Regions from separate parts of the Mus musculus genome. Here region 2 is linked to region 1. Evidence: chromatin contacts called from public HiCAR-type data. All regions are on one chromosome and are shown on one strand. Each heading gives the region's core, a stretch centred on a gene start, on an enhancer-like site or on the middle of the called end of the contact. The rest is flanking DNA. Distances are from core to core; before and after follow the strand shown.

The links. HiCAR-type assays count read pairs that join an accessible place to other places.
Region 2: a HiCAR-type map of fibro-adipogenic progenitors shows a contact between it and region 1, with 4 times the contacts expected there. The contact joins two enhancer-like sites. A contact is called at or near these places in 8 of 39 promoter capture datasets (the 3T3-L1 cell line, cranial neural crest, embryonic stem cells and 4 more), 1 of 115 datasets of contacts at active chromatin or transcription factors (fibro-adipogenic progenitors) and 1 of 9 other capture datasets (embryonic stem cells).

Annotation. Positions count from the first base shown.
Region 1 is chr7:98,732,620-98,739,415 of GRCm38.p6, forward strand. No RefSeq gene overlaps it. Among named protein-coding and RNA genes, the nearest start is that of Gm19656, 8.9 kb to the left of the region's middle. Within about 2 kb of position 4,387, at least 15 of the 459 cell types and tissues checked have an H3K27ac peak or open chromatin away from gene starts, as enhancers often do. A contact at or near this core is called in fibro-adipogenic progenitors, where this site is marked.
Region 2 is chr7:98,924,261-98,931,056 of GRCm38.p6, forward strand. The region is part of intron 13 of Uvrag (UV radiation resistance associated gene); the gene reads right to left. Among named protein-coding and RNA genes, the nearest start is that of Gm33827, 51 kb to the left of the region's middle. Within about 2 kb of position 4,276, at least 54 of the 459 cell types and tissues checked have an H3K27ac peak or open chromatin away from gene starts, as enhancers often do. A contact at or near this core is called in fibro-adipogenic progenitors, where this site is marked.

The DNA.
Region 1 (6,796 bases), core at 3,137-5,636:
ACAGGGACCAAGGGATTTTGAGGAAGCCGCTGCGTTCTTAAGGTTTGAATGTATTTTAAGCAGAACTGTGGGGTATGATTTGGCCAAGTCTAGCCCAGGACTCATTTTTGTTTAACCCTCAAATTTTGAGGCATTTAGGTTTTTAAAGCATTTTAGTTGGATGCTGTGGCTCAGTGGGTAGTGTCCTTGCCTAGCATTTATAAAAAGTCCTGGGTTCAGGGCCCAGCACCATGTGAAGTGGGCATAGCAATGAATACCTATAGATTCAGCAGTAGGGAGGTAGAGGCAAAAGAACCAGAAGTTCAAGGTCATCCTAAACTACATAGGAATTCAAGATCAGGCTGAAATACAGTTCTAAAGTGGGATGGTTTGTATATGCTTTTAGCCCAGGGAATGGCACTATTAGAAGGTGTGGCCTTGGAGTAGGTGTGTCGCTGTGGGTGTGGGCTAAAAGAACCTCATCCTAGGTGCCTGGAAGCGAGCCTTCCACTAGCAGCCTTCAGATGAAGATGGAGAACTCTCAGCTCTGCCTGCACCATGACTGCCTTGATGATAATGGACTGAACCTCTGAACCTGTAAGCCAGCCCCAATTAAATGTTGTCCTTATAAAAGTTGCCTTGGTCATGGTGTCTGTTCACAGCAGTAAAACCCTAAGACATAAAGTATATGAAATCTAGTAAGGGTTTACTAGCCATACTGGATGTGCCCATCCAGTAAGCTCACCTGTGGCTGAGTTGGAGCTAGAACAGCATTTCAGTGGTGAGCCATGGACCTCAGGCCTAAAGAATAGTTATATTTCCCGCTCCTTGGCGGGAGACCTTTGCCAGCCCTGTGCTAAAGAGTGCTACGAGGGTTGTCCTTACAGCTGCCACATATGCTACCCGTGAACCTGATGTCAGCATCCAGTTCATGCAGGGACTATCCTGGATCTTGTGTCTGACTAAAGCCATGAGCCACGCAGCAGCTCTCCAGGGCCAGTCATGGTCCTCTCAATCGCTCAAGAAGGAGGCTCAAGATTTGAGAGGCTTAGCAACTTCCTAAAGCCACACAGCTGGCCCCGGGCATCAGAAGACTGGAAGAATCCCAGCGGAGAGTAGTTGCGCCAGGAGTTTTCAAGCAATTTCAAGTGTCATGGGAAGCTACATATTTGCCATGGAGTTTCCAGCCCTGGCTATCGGCAGGAGGGTAGGCCAGCAGATTCTCATCCATTGGACAAGCAGCTCTTAGACAGCCTGATTCAGGATGCCAGCCTGATCCCCATGTGCTGTCCCTGTGACCTCAGCAAGAAGGGTCCGGTACTGGTCTTGCTTCTCTGTCAGATGCAGGCTGCTAGAGGAGGACTCTGATCTGTTGAGGCAATGGCATCTTTGCTTAAGGAAATTTTTAAAGATTTATTTTTACTTTATGTATATGAGTTGTGTACGTATTGTATGTATACGTACAAGGGTCAGATCCCCTGGAACAAGAGTTATGGGTGGTTGTGAGTCACCATATGGATGCTGGGAACCAAGCCTCGGTCTTAAGTAAGTGGTCTTAACTGCTGAGTCATCGCTCCATCCCCTGTTTAAGAAGATCTTAAACAGAGCTGAGAATGTGACTTGGCAGTGGAGATGCTTGGCTTGTCTGTCATTCCCTTCTGTGAAACAAAAGTGAAGTTATCTTAAGCTGAATTTATTTATTCTTTCATATAGTTCAACAAATACTACCCTGCCAAGCACTGGGGCCTGTAGCTGGCAGATCATCTTCCTGCCTCGAGTCTCTCTGTTGTGTGTGAGAGAACTGAAAGGTCATTATCCCTCCTATCAGGATAGGGATGGACCGGCTGACAAGCTCCCCAGCACGAAGGGTGCGTGCTAATAGACTCCTTGAAGGCTCTTTATAGGGCTACAGAGATGGCTCTGTACTTAAGAGCCTTTACTGCTGCTTTTCCAGAGGACCCAAGTTCAAATCCAAGCACCCACTACAGGTAGGTAGCTCACAACCCTCTGTAAGCCCAGCTCCAGGGGAATATGACACCCCTTTCCTGCCTCCGTGGCACTGCACACACATGCACAAATGCATGCATGCATATGTTCATGCACACACACACACACACACACAATTAACAAATCCTTTCAAAAGATTATCACCTATAACCAGCCACTTTCCAGATTGGGTGGTAAGGCCAGAACCTGAAGCAGCTTCTTCATGGCCTCATTAATCAAAGAAGCTTTATGCAGTCGACGGAGACTGGGCATGGCTGAGGAGACAGAAACAAGGAGGGGGCCAGCTGAGCAACGCTCTCCAGATGGAAAGAGACCCGATTGGCAGAGGCCAAATATCCGTCTCCAACCCACCTGGCAGAACCTTCTTAACCTCCCCTCCTGCCCCGCCCATTCTCTGCCAGAGCCAGGGTGTCAGCCTAAGCCTGGTGACAGCAGCCCTGAACAGGCTTGGGTGGCTGAAGCCCTCCATTGTAGCAGCTCTGGCCTCTCGCGCAGGAGCCCAGCCCCGCTGAGTTGTATGCCTGCCAACCAGAGAGTGCTGTCTGGCTTCTGAGGGGGAAGTCTCCGTGCAAGTAACTCAAACCATTCCCTGCAGCCCAGCACGAGCCCTGGAGGGCTGTCTGAAGGATGATAGCCTCGTGGCAGGACCTGTGAGCAGCTCTCAGGACCAAGAATGAAGTAGAGGGAATGGCCCCAGAGCCCAGGTTTCCCCCCAACTCTTCTCTGGGTCTCAGTTTTTGTCCAAGGGACATTGGCATTCCTCGAAAGCTTGCCAATGGAGAGACTGACCAGGGTCTCTTGGGTATACAGCATCCCTTTCAGACAAAGCTCTGATCACTCTGCCATGTGACTAAGGCACCTGATGGCTGAGACCCCTCCACCTGGCCTGGCCTTCGAGGCAGGAGGGTTAGAGAGCAGGGCTGGCAGTTGCTTCTCCGCCTCTCTCGCCATGTTCTATGAACAGTGCATATTCCATAGATTTATTCTGGGTGTGGCTTTCTCTCCCTTGGAGATAACCGAGGAGGAACTGGATTGTCCTCAGCCGGGTCAGAGTGGGGAGCTGGGGCTGGGTGTGAAACCCCTGTAGTGAACCTCGAAAGCCAGTGTGGAGTGGAGCTGTGAAATGGGGTTTTGGTCATTTCTCCCCTGGAAGTTGTTTTGGTGTTATACACAGAAAGTAAGCAACGGAAGCTTTACTGTGCCCCCTGTTAGGATGAGTGACTGTCCTTTACACTGTGCCTTCCTTATACGTGGGGAGCAGAGAAGCCTTGAGTGAACGTGTCTGTTTGACATAGGCAGGGCCATGCCTAGGACCCTAGTGCCGCAGACCCATGGAAGTAGCTCAGCTTCCCAGCCACCTCGGGGTGAGGCTCAGAGGAACGGCAAAGCCTTCTCTGCTCTGAGAGGGAATGCCGACAGTGTGAGCAAGTGCATGTGTTTACAAATGATTGGCCTGTGTGTGCAAAAAACTAGCAACAGCAGCTCCTGGAGGCCTGCATCCTTGGCTGACTTGCAGGCAGACACCTTCTACCCAGATCAGAGAGTCCATCAGAGCACACACAGTCCACCTGACCCCAGCTTTTCTGTAGTCGTGTCTGTTCTTTCTTATTCCCTTGTTGTCCCAGTCTGGTCAAGTCCCAGCCACTCTTACATTTTGGGATTAAATTTATTTTTAAATGTCAGGGCCATACTGCACATGATGGTTTTATGGCTGAAGTGCTTGCATGTCCAGTGTGTACTCAGGCTGGCACACAGCTACATGCATGGACAGGTTGTTGCACTTCTACTGCTTGAATCCATGGTAAGCATCGCTCATGCCAGGAAACAGGACACTGGGGTGATTTTCCAATGCTGGGGATGGGACTCGGGGCCTTATATGGGCTAGGAAGAGATTGACCGCTAAGCTGCCTCCCCAGATGGTAGGTGCTTGATAGGTGCTTCTTCTTGAGGCTGGAGGTGGTTGCTAAGATCCCCAGCATTGTGTGAAGCTGCTCAAAGCAGCTGCCTGTAACTCTAGCTCCAGAGGATACGACGCCCTCTTCTGGTCTCCACGGTCAAACACATTTTTTAAAGGAGTGTTACTTAGAATGTTCTTAACAAATCATAATAAATAAAATTGATAATTTGCTGTTGGTTGCCATTTCTTTAGTTCAAACTAGCCAATCCATAGCATTTGGGAACTTCTGAGTTAAATGATCTGGTGTCCCATTCTTCTGGAGTCCTTGAGCCAGCATCTTCAGCTATGCACCAGCCAAAGGAAAGGAGGCCTGGGCCTGGGACCCCACCCACCCTATCCTAGGGTGGGGAAGAATCTGGCTCACACATCTTTCCAGATGGGGAACTCAGCACTGGAAGCCAGACCAAGGGGCAGTGAGTTAGACAGTTCTGGGTGGGACAGGCCGGGATGAGTCACTTCTCCATCCAGGCTGCTCTGTAGCTGCTTTGAGATACCCTGACTCCCTGTTTCCTCCTGCTCCCATACTCCTACAGCAGGTCTCCACGACACCCACGAACCCCCCGGGACCTCACCACCACATCCTTTCGCCCCACATCTTCTCAGGTCCCAGTCCTATACCTCCCAGACTCAGAGCCCATTCTCTTCTGCATCACCTCTGCTGATACACAGAACATCTTGGCACTTTGCTAGAAGGTTCTGAGAGCTGGTCAAATCCTACAGCCCAGGGGAATGTAGAAGCCCCAGCCACTCAATCAGGCAATTTGTCAAGCATTTTCGTTGTTCCAGAACCATGAGGCAGAGCAAGACTAAGGATTACCCTTCTGATGACTAAGCAGCAAGGGTCATATTGTTCCAGCAGCCTGATGCTCAGTAGCTGCTGATCATTTACATATGGGGCAAAGGAGTGGCTAATCTGCGCTGAAGTCACTGTCCTTAGAAGACTTTAGAGTCTGCTGGCAGTGATGAGACCCAACAAATATCTGCTAGACGGTTGAAACTGGGCACTTGTCGCGGTGAAAAGAGCTGATGCAGGTGTGGGGAGAAAGCATCATTACAGGTTGCAGGGACCACAGAGGCATCAAAAGGCATCCACTTAGTTGGCTTCCAGCATCCTCCACAGCACCCCTGTTGCCACTGAGGAATTGGTCCGTGTTAATGTAAGGCTTCAACTGAAAAGAACTGCCTCGGGCCATTGGTGGCCCCTTGGCTTAGGGGCATGTAGGCATGCAATCTTTTGAGTTCAGTTGTGCACATATAGGTTTTGGAAAGTCTTGAAACCTTGTAACATCCCTTTTCACTCTAAGGGGACAACAGCTTTTAACTTTAAATTATTTAGCTTCCCTCTCCCTCTTCCCCCTCTCTCTGATGTGTGTGCACGTGTGTGTGTGTGTGTGTGTGTGTGTGTGTGTGTGTGTGTGTGTGTGTGTGTGTGTGTGTTTACAGGCCAGAAATCAACCCTGGTGTTATTCTTCAGGTGCTGTCCATCTTGAGATAGCATCTCTCACTGGCACCTGACCTTCACCAATTAAGTTAGGCTGGTCAGTCACTGTGTCTCTGAGATCTGCCCTGTCCCTGCCTCCCCAGCTGCTTCTTGACCTGTCATCCCCTCCCCTTGTTATCTCTACAGCCACCTGTACAGTCTGTGTCTCCCCACTTCTTGGCATAATTGCATCACAACTTTGGCTACCAGAACTCTTTGCAGCAACCGATCGAGGCAACGCTGCTGACAACACAGGCATGTAGTGTTCTGTGATTACTTTTCTGTCCCTGCACAGCAGATGCAGTAGCATCAGTCTCAGCATGTTTCAATGTGCACTGGTGTTTATTGGAAGGCTCTCCCAGCCTCCCAACCCTCCCAGCCCCCCAGCCTCCCAGCCTCCCAGCCTGTATAATCAGGATGAGTTGCTTTCCATCCTAAGTCCTCTGGCCTCCACCATCCTTTTCCTGCTCTCCCAGCCACATTCTTTCTTGGGTGCTGCATTCCTCTCTACTTTGGTTCATGTTCTCATCTCGTCTGAAGCGTGACTCCAGTGGGAATAAGAAGACAACTTGCAAGAGTCCGTTCTCTCCTTCCACCATGTGAGTCCCTGTTGCTAAAATCCTTCCTTGGAGGAAGACATAAACTATGTCTCCCTCCCTCTACGATTCTAATGATGAACAAAAACTTTATTTCACTGAAGCTCATGCTGGGGAACCAATGAGTTTATGGGGCTTATTTCCAGGGCATGCACAGATGAGGAGCTGCTTATAGGAGAGTGGATGACTCCAAAGCAGTCACCCTGATTGTTCCCATAGCAACATATGTGGAGTCTTCTTCCCCTAGAGTTTTGAGCCTATATACTGCAGCAAAAGGTCATGTTCAATTAGGGCTGAATGGCATATAGAGGGCTGGGAAGAATGGCTGGTACTCATAGGATGATCCACTGACCCCACCAACTCTTTCCCAGAGGGAATCTCCACAGGCCAGATTGTGCTGAACTCTCTCACAAGCAAGCACAGCTAATTTAACAAAGATGGAAGCAGTCTGGCTCAAAGGATAGCACCTTTCAGTAGCCTTCCAAAGAATTGAATCAGGCTCAGGCAAGCGCCCTTACCTGGTGAGCCATCCTTGCTGACCTGGGGCGGCTTCCATCATAAGCTCCTGTCTTGTTGACCGTCAGTGTTTCCGACTAGCCTTCCATTGCTCTGGCTATCTGGGCTGAATCCCCTTACATCCTCATTATCCCCTCTCTTCTGGTTTCTCTTCATCATTCTGCTCTGTTTTCCTCCAAACTTTCTTCCAATTGTTCTTCTTAATTCCCCCTTTTTGCTATTTTATATTTAACGCCCAAGAGTTCTTGTTTTGTAGCATCC
Region 2 (6,796 bases), core at 3,026-5,525, 190 kb after region 1:
CAGGCAGGGTTCTGATAAGTCACAATCCCTGAGGAGAAGAAGCAAAATCAGACTTTTTTGAAAAGCACATTACTGAGTGAGCACATCAGCCTTAGCAACCCTGTCAGCTGAAACCTGCCCAGGAAGCTCACAGAGGAATTCGCCAAGCCTCTGTTTGACTTTCTCACTGGTATTCCTGTGTACCAGGCACAGCCACAAGCATACGTGCCAGGGTGTGTGTGAGAGAGTGTGTGCACACGGAGAACCCTTAGGACTCTCTGAGGAAAGTAAATCTCTCACACGTGACAATGCAGGAACTGCAGAGGCAGCACATCCCTGAGCGAAGCTGACGCCGAGGGATCCGCAAGGCAATAATTTATGTTAGGGCCTCGAGAAATGTTAGGCCCAAGGAAAGGAACCAAAACAAGTCAGATTACATCAATGAGAAGGGCTGAGAAACCGGGCCGCCCCTCTGGGACACAGGTTCTTGCTATAAACAGCGATGCCGAGGACTCAGAGGACAGAGCACGCAGCGTGACAATGAAAACAAAGCCTTTCCCATCACGCTGCAGAGCCACAGCCTGGGGATCCGTGAGACCTCGCCTGGTGCCATATTCCAAGCCTTGTGGGTTTCTGCTTTCCTTTTTTCTTTCCTGGGGGGTGGGGGGATGGGTAAGTTCAGATCATTTCTAAACTAGCAATTTGTCTGTCTAGATTTTGTTAAGCCTGTTATGCTTATGATAAAATATGATCTTTCATATTTAAATCACTTCTGACCTTGGAAAAATATTGCTTTATATTAACTGGCTCTTGGGACCCTTTAGCTTTATGAAACATGCACTTTAGTTTTTAAGAGTATGAAAGCAAAACTGGATATTCCTGGTCTACTACATCATGTTAACAAGCTAGCATAGATCTGGGAACACACAGAAAAAACACTGCAAATCTCCACTGAATCAATTTCAAACAGGAAAGGATGCTGACAATTAAAAACAAAATATAGCCAGTACCTCAAATCCCTGTACAAGGGAAGGGGCCCTGAGCAGCCTCCTGGATTCACGGCTCCCTGCCCAAGGCCATTCCAGGGAAGAAAGTCACAGAAGTGAAGAACCATGGGAAATTCCAGCATCCACTGTAGAGAGGGGCACTGTTATGGATTGATATCCAGTATTTCTGGAATATGTAGTGAAAAGAACTAAAAAAAATGTAGGCTTGTGGATCTAAGGAGGGCACTCACGGTTCAAAATGTCTTAGACAGTAGCAGTAACGGGCCACAATCTTCAGCATACATCCATAAGCAGGCGCCATGTTTCTTTTGTATTACTTAAGCCAGGCTACACTCTTGGAGTCTGCTGCAATGCCTGTGCAGAGTGGATGTGGCTAGGCAGAACGGAAGGGTGCACGGTCATCACCAGGCACACGTCTCTGGCGTGCAGCAAGAGCTCCAGAGATGCTGATGAATGGACCACCAAAAGAACGGACCCGGAAATGGACTTGAAAACTGTGACAGAATGCTGACTTTGAGATAGGATCACAGGCCCTGGTGCTGAAGGATGACAAGGATACCAGTGTCCTTACCAGTAACATGACTGTCCCATGCACTGAATGGAGGCCTTCAACATGCAGGCAGGCAGAACACCAGTCAGGAACCCCACAAGCTGGTTTGTAACTTTACAATCCAGCTCTGCTTGTGTGTAACAACCTAGACTGGAGCACCAACCGCTCTTAGAGAGCACTCGCAGCAAACAAGGAACTCATGATGAAGTACCAACAAACATATTGCTTCCTTCACCGAAAATGCCCTCTATAAGTGAAAAAAAGCAGCTCCCGAGCAGAGCACTGTTTACTGATAGGGCCGATTTACATGTGGAGTAAGTTTCTTATCCAGCTGCAGATGGCACGCTGCCCTTCAGATCACACTGGCCGCCTCAGAACCACTCCTGCTTCAATGGTGTAAGAAAGACTCACCCGAAAAATCCAGACTGACCAAGGGAATACTGATGTCCCTCATCTTGGTGATGTCCAGGGCAACAATAACAAAGAGAGAGCAGCGTTGGGGGATAATGTCGACATTTCCACTCCCAATGCTGGTGATGTCTAATGCTCAAGTATTCCCCTACTTTTTTTTACCACTAACAAGGAACTGGGTTTGGCCTTGTTCAGACAAAAAAAAAAAAAAAAAAAAAAGCTATCTAAAACTAACCACGGGCTAGCACAGACTGGTCATTTATTATGGCCATGTTCTAGTGATTTACACATTTATTTACTTCATTTAATATCTTACTGGTCTACATCCTACTTTGTATTTAAGATAACCCCGCTGGCTGTGTTACCATTCTGAACTGAGGTTCAGAGGGCTTTTGCAGTGCTTTAACGGTCACCATGAGCATGGAAGCTGTGGTGTGCATCCCTCACACCTCCGATTACACAGTGTGCAACTGGCTGATGGTCCAGCTAAAGCTCTGGATCCGTCCAGTGGTCCAGCACCTCAGCCAATGACGGTTTGGCAGAGATGCTAAATAAGGCCTGTGGTACATGGACGTCCTCCAGTGGGCAGCTGAGCTTGAGGACTTCCTGTGAGGTAGGATGGGTCTTTCTCAGGGCTGATGAAAGCCCCAATTCTTCCTGGCTTGCCCTCTACCTTCCTTCTATAGACATCCTATATGCATTAGGCTTTCCCCACCCTTCCCACTCTCCTCTAACAAACTGTTTTAATATGTACTCCACTCCTGGAATCTGTTCCGACCCAACCGTCAGTGAGAGTGAATGCCAGTATTGACCTGTGTAATGACCTAGGAAGAGAACTCCAAATGGAGAATTTCCCTAGAGTGAGTCTGGGAAGCACTTCACAGTAGGGAGGCCTGATACAAAGGGCAAATTCAAAAGGCTCTCCAGCCCAGTTCTCCTGCACCTGGGATAACACACAGGGACAAGGAGTCAAAGCTTGAGGTAATGTGTAATGTGCTGGGAGGGAGAGAAGGGCACGAGCTAGCAGGTTTGCAGAGCTGTGGCTTCCTGGTACAATGAGCTGCATGCATAGCTCTGAAAAGCAATAAACGCAAAGCCAAAGGTGAACTAGACAGGTAGCCAGGTGTGCGTGGCACAGAGCGTGGTCCTTGATGGATCCCTCAAATGAGTCACCACTGAGCTGATAATAAAAACCCAAAGACATTGCCTGAGCAGATACGGTGGTAGAGCTGATGCACGAGGGAGAATGTAATCGTCTATGTATCCCCGGAGCTGGAATTACAGGCATTTGTGAGCCTCACTGATGTGGGTGCCAGGAACCAAACTCAAGCCCTCTGCAAGAGCAGGGAGCATTTGTAACTACTAACTTCCTAGCCGCTAGGTTGTCTTTCTTCTCGTTTTCCTTTTTAAAAGATAATTTATTACTTTTTATTTTATGTATCTAAGTGTTTGCCTGCATGGGTGTCTATGTAGCACATATGTACACAGTGTTCACAGAGGCCAGAAGCGGCTGTTGGATCCCTTGGAACTGGACTTACAGATAGCTCTGAGCTGTCATGTTGGTGCTGGGAACTGAAACTGAGTCCTCTGCAAGAACAAGTGTTCTAACCACTGAGCCATCTCTGCAACCTCTGCACTATTTTTCGTAAGAAGAAACTTTTGTATCTGCCAATACCCAGAACTAGACTAGTACATTCAACGAGTACTTTCTGGCTTCCGTGTCCAAGTACACGAACCTTTGAATATATTCTATGTTTTGGTTTAAAATCAGAAAAGCAAGATATAAAGTATAGGGAAACTAGGACAATACATTTTGTTTGGAAAATGATTACACAAAAGATATGAATTAACTTTTAAAATAAACAAAATGAGGTATATCATAATGGCTGTGCTTTAGGACGGGGTAAAGAATAAAACGACAACATAATACGATGTCCCTGCTTCTCGCGGCTACATCTCACTAAATATCTTAGACCGTGACTAAAAGCCCTACATCCTCTTAGCCTCTTACACTTGGTTATTAATGCCGCCTTTATGGAAATAAATAACAAAGCTCCGATGGACGACAGAAAGTGCATTAGTGTGCGTGTTATCTCTCCTGGTATGAATGTAATGGGTATCTTAATAAGGAGATATAAACTAACGTCACTGATTAGAGCATGCATCCACTCACAGCACCTCACATCCTCCAGCGGGGCCTGACGGCCTTGTCTGGGTGGAATTACTATAAAGCAGATGATGAATTAGGACAAGGGGCAGAGGGACACATAAATGTGCCTCAGAGATGAAGCAATTACATTCCAGGACATCACAAGCTCCAAGTCCACACACAAGACAGAGCAGTGACCTAAGGCTGTCCTGCCAATGTGGAATGCCCACTGCTCAGCACTGGCTGGGGCTAAGCTATTCTGATTGCTGGGCCACGGGTTTCGGAATAATCTGAAAGTAACATTTACATGTTTTAGTCTCTTTTAATCTCCAAAATACCATGAAGTGATGTTTATCAGAGTTAAGACACAGGCACATTCCAGTTGGATGACTTCATTCTCAGGGGACCTTGTCATTATGAGAGCATATTAAAAGAAAGCAAGACTTCACAAGCCTTCCAGAAGAATTCTAAGTGACATTACAAATGAAATAAAAAAAAAATTGTTTGGCTTAGCTATACAAAGTAATTTCCTTCTTGTGGTTAGCTTGGCGGTCAGAGTTCAGCCATCTTTGGATAGAGTGACCACCGCAATTAGTGTGTGACTGGCATAGAGGCAGGCTCTCTCACTCTCCTCTAATTAGCTTTGATTTCAGTGCTGAGCACAGAGGATTGACCTGTGAGCAGCAAATGCCCACAAATTCATTTACCACTAGGGTTTTGGAAAATCCCACACATTTGTAGGAATGCTGGAAAGACATCTGTCTAAAACCCAGTCAGCTCGTCTGTGGACAGCTTGCTTTATCACATATTCTTAAGATGTTCACAGATGCTGTTTTCAGCGTATACCTCTATAATATAGAACATCAGAAACACTCCACATAGATTTGCTTCAGTCATTGTTTAAAAATTTCTTTTCTACCCAAAATTAGCCCAAGCTTGCTTCCACACTAATGACACAGAAATACTATATGGTGATTAGGTATATAGAATATACATATAAAAGCCTACTCTGCCTACATATGAGCTATTGCTGCTCTACTTCAAAGTTCTTTTTCTTCTGGGGTACATGACAATAAAACGATGCCTTTCATCATAGCCAATGGCATCTTTAGACCAGACCAGTACTCAGCCGAGGGTGCTACGTATACCCTTTCACTGCTGTTACACAGACGAGCACATGACATACGATGTACAGTTTAAAGGATCAGAATGATAAGGCAAACACTGTGCAGACACGACTCAGGCTACAGAGAGAAGAAGCTGGGTCCCACAGGATCCCCAGGAGCCCCCTTTGTGCTAATTCTTTCCCTTCCTCACTGGTAATCCAGCCTCAGCTTGATGTATAGTTCATTCCTAACAGCACTGCTGACCCTTGTCTGGTGTGAATTGCACACTTGCAGCGATCTCTTTCCGCCATCCCATGTGCTGTGCATCTTGGCATTCAATGTCCTAGTCACTGCCATGGCTCTGTGGTGGCACAGTATTCCATATGTAAACACCCATGATTAGCAATGGACACATTGCTAATGGATTGCAGCCTGTCTTTAGTCTTTGGCTAATATGAATACTGTTGCTATAAACACTCTCATATACAGATGTTCAACTTCCCTGGACAGAGCCAAATTATTATTATTATCCTGTTTGAGACAGGATTTCGTGTATCCCAGGTTGGACTCAAACTTGCTCTGTTAGCTAAGGAGAAACCTGAACTTGTGATTCTCCTGCCTCCACCTCAAATGCTGGGATTACAGACTTGCTAGAACACGCCAGACTTACTCTGTGCTAGCAATGACATCAGCCACCTGGATTATTTTTCTAAATGATCCTTTTCCTATACCATCATGGAGAGATGTCTTGGCAGTTAAGAACAATGGCTGTTTACCCCAACAACGTAGGTTCAATTCCCAGCATCTATATGGCCACTCACAAATGTCTTTTACTCGAATTCTCTAGGGCTTCTGACACCTTCTTCTGGCATTCATGAACAGTGTATGCTTGTGGTATACAGGTATACATGCAGGCAACATATTCATATACATTTAAAAATTTAAAGAATAACCTATTTTTATTTTGTGTCTGTACGTGGGTGCGTGTGCTCCTGTGTGTGCATATGCGTGTGTTTAAAATCATGTATGTGCTCCCAAACCAGGGAGGAGGTATAGCAGAACAGTGCTGTCAGAGGAAATGAAGAGTATTTATCTCAGTCCTCTTGTTGGGCACAATCCTGGGCTTAGAGGCACTGAGACTCATCGGTGTCACCATGAGGAAGAGACACATAGCATGGGCAGGTCAGTTAGAGTTAACTGTGAGATGAGAGCACATCTGGAGCTGGAGACCCTAGGCTGTCTTGCAAGGCACCCTGGGAACGTGACAGGACTGTCCCTGTAAAACTGAGCACAATGGGATAAAGATAGAGAACTGGAGAGAAGTTTGAAAAACCAAACGTCAAAACCACTCCACGGCACAACGGAGGCTATGAGCCCTGTCACATAAAAACATGGGACTCGAGGCCCGGAGAGAATTTCCTTAAATGAGGTCCAGTCAGTCACAACACTGACCAGGAATAAACACAGGTCCCCTTACATTTGTGTTCCTAGCCACAGACTGCTCCAAGTCAAGCCAGCCCAGGGTACAGTGCTATACTGCAGAAGGCAGGAAAAATACATTTATCTTTTACGTTGCTATGAACTAATGAATCCT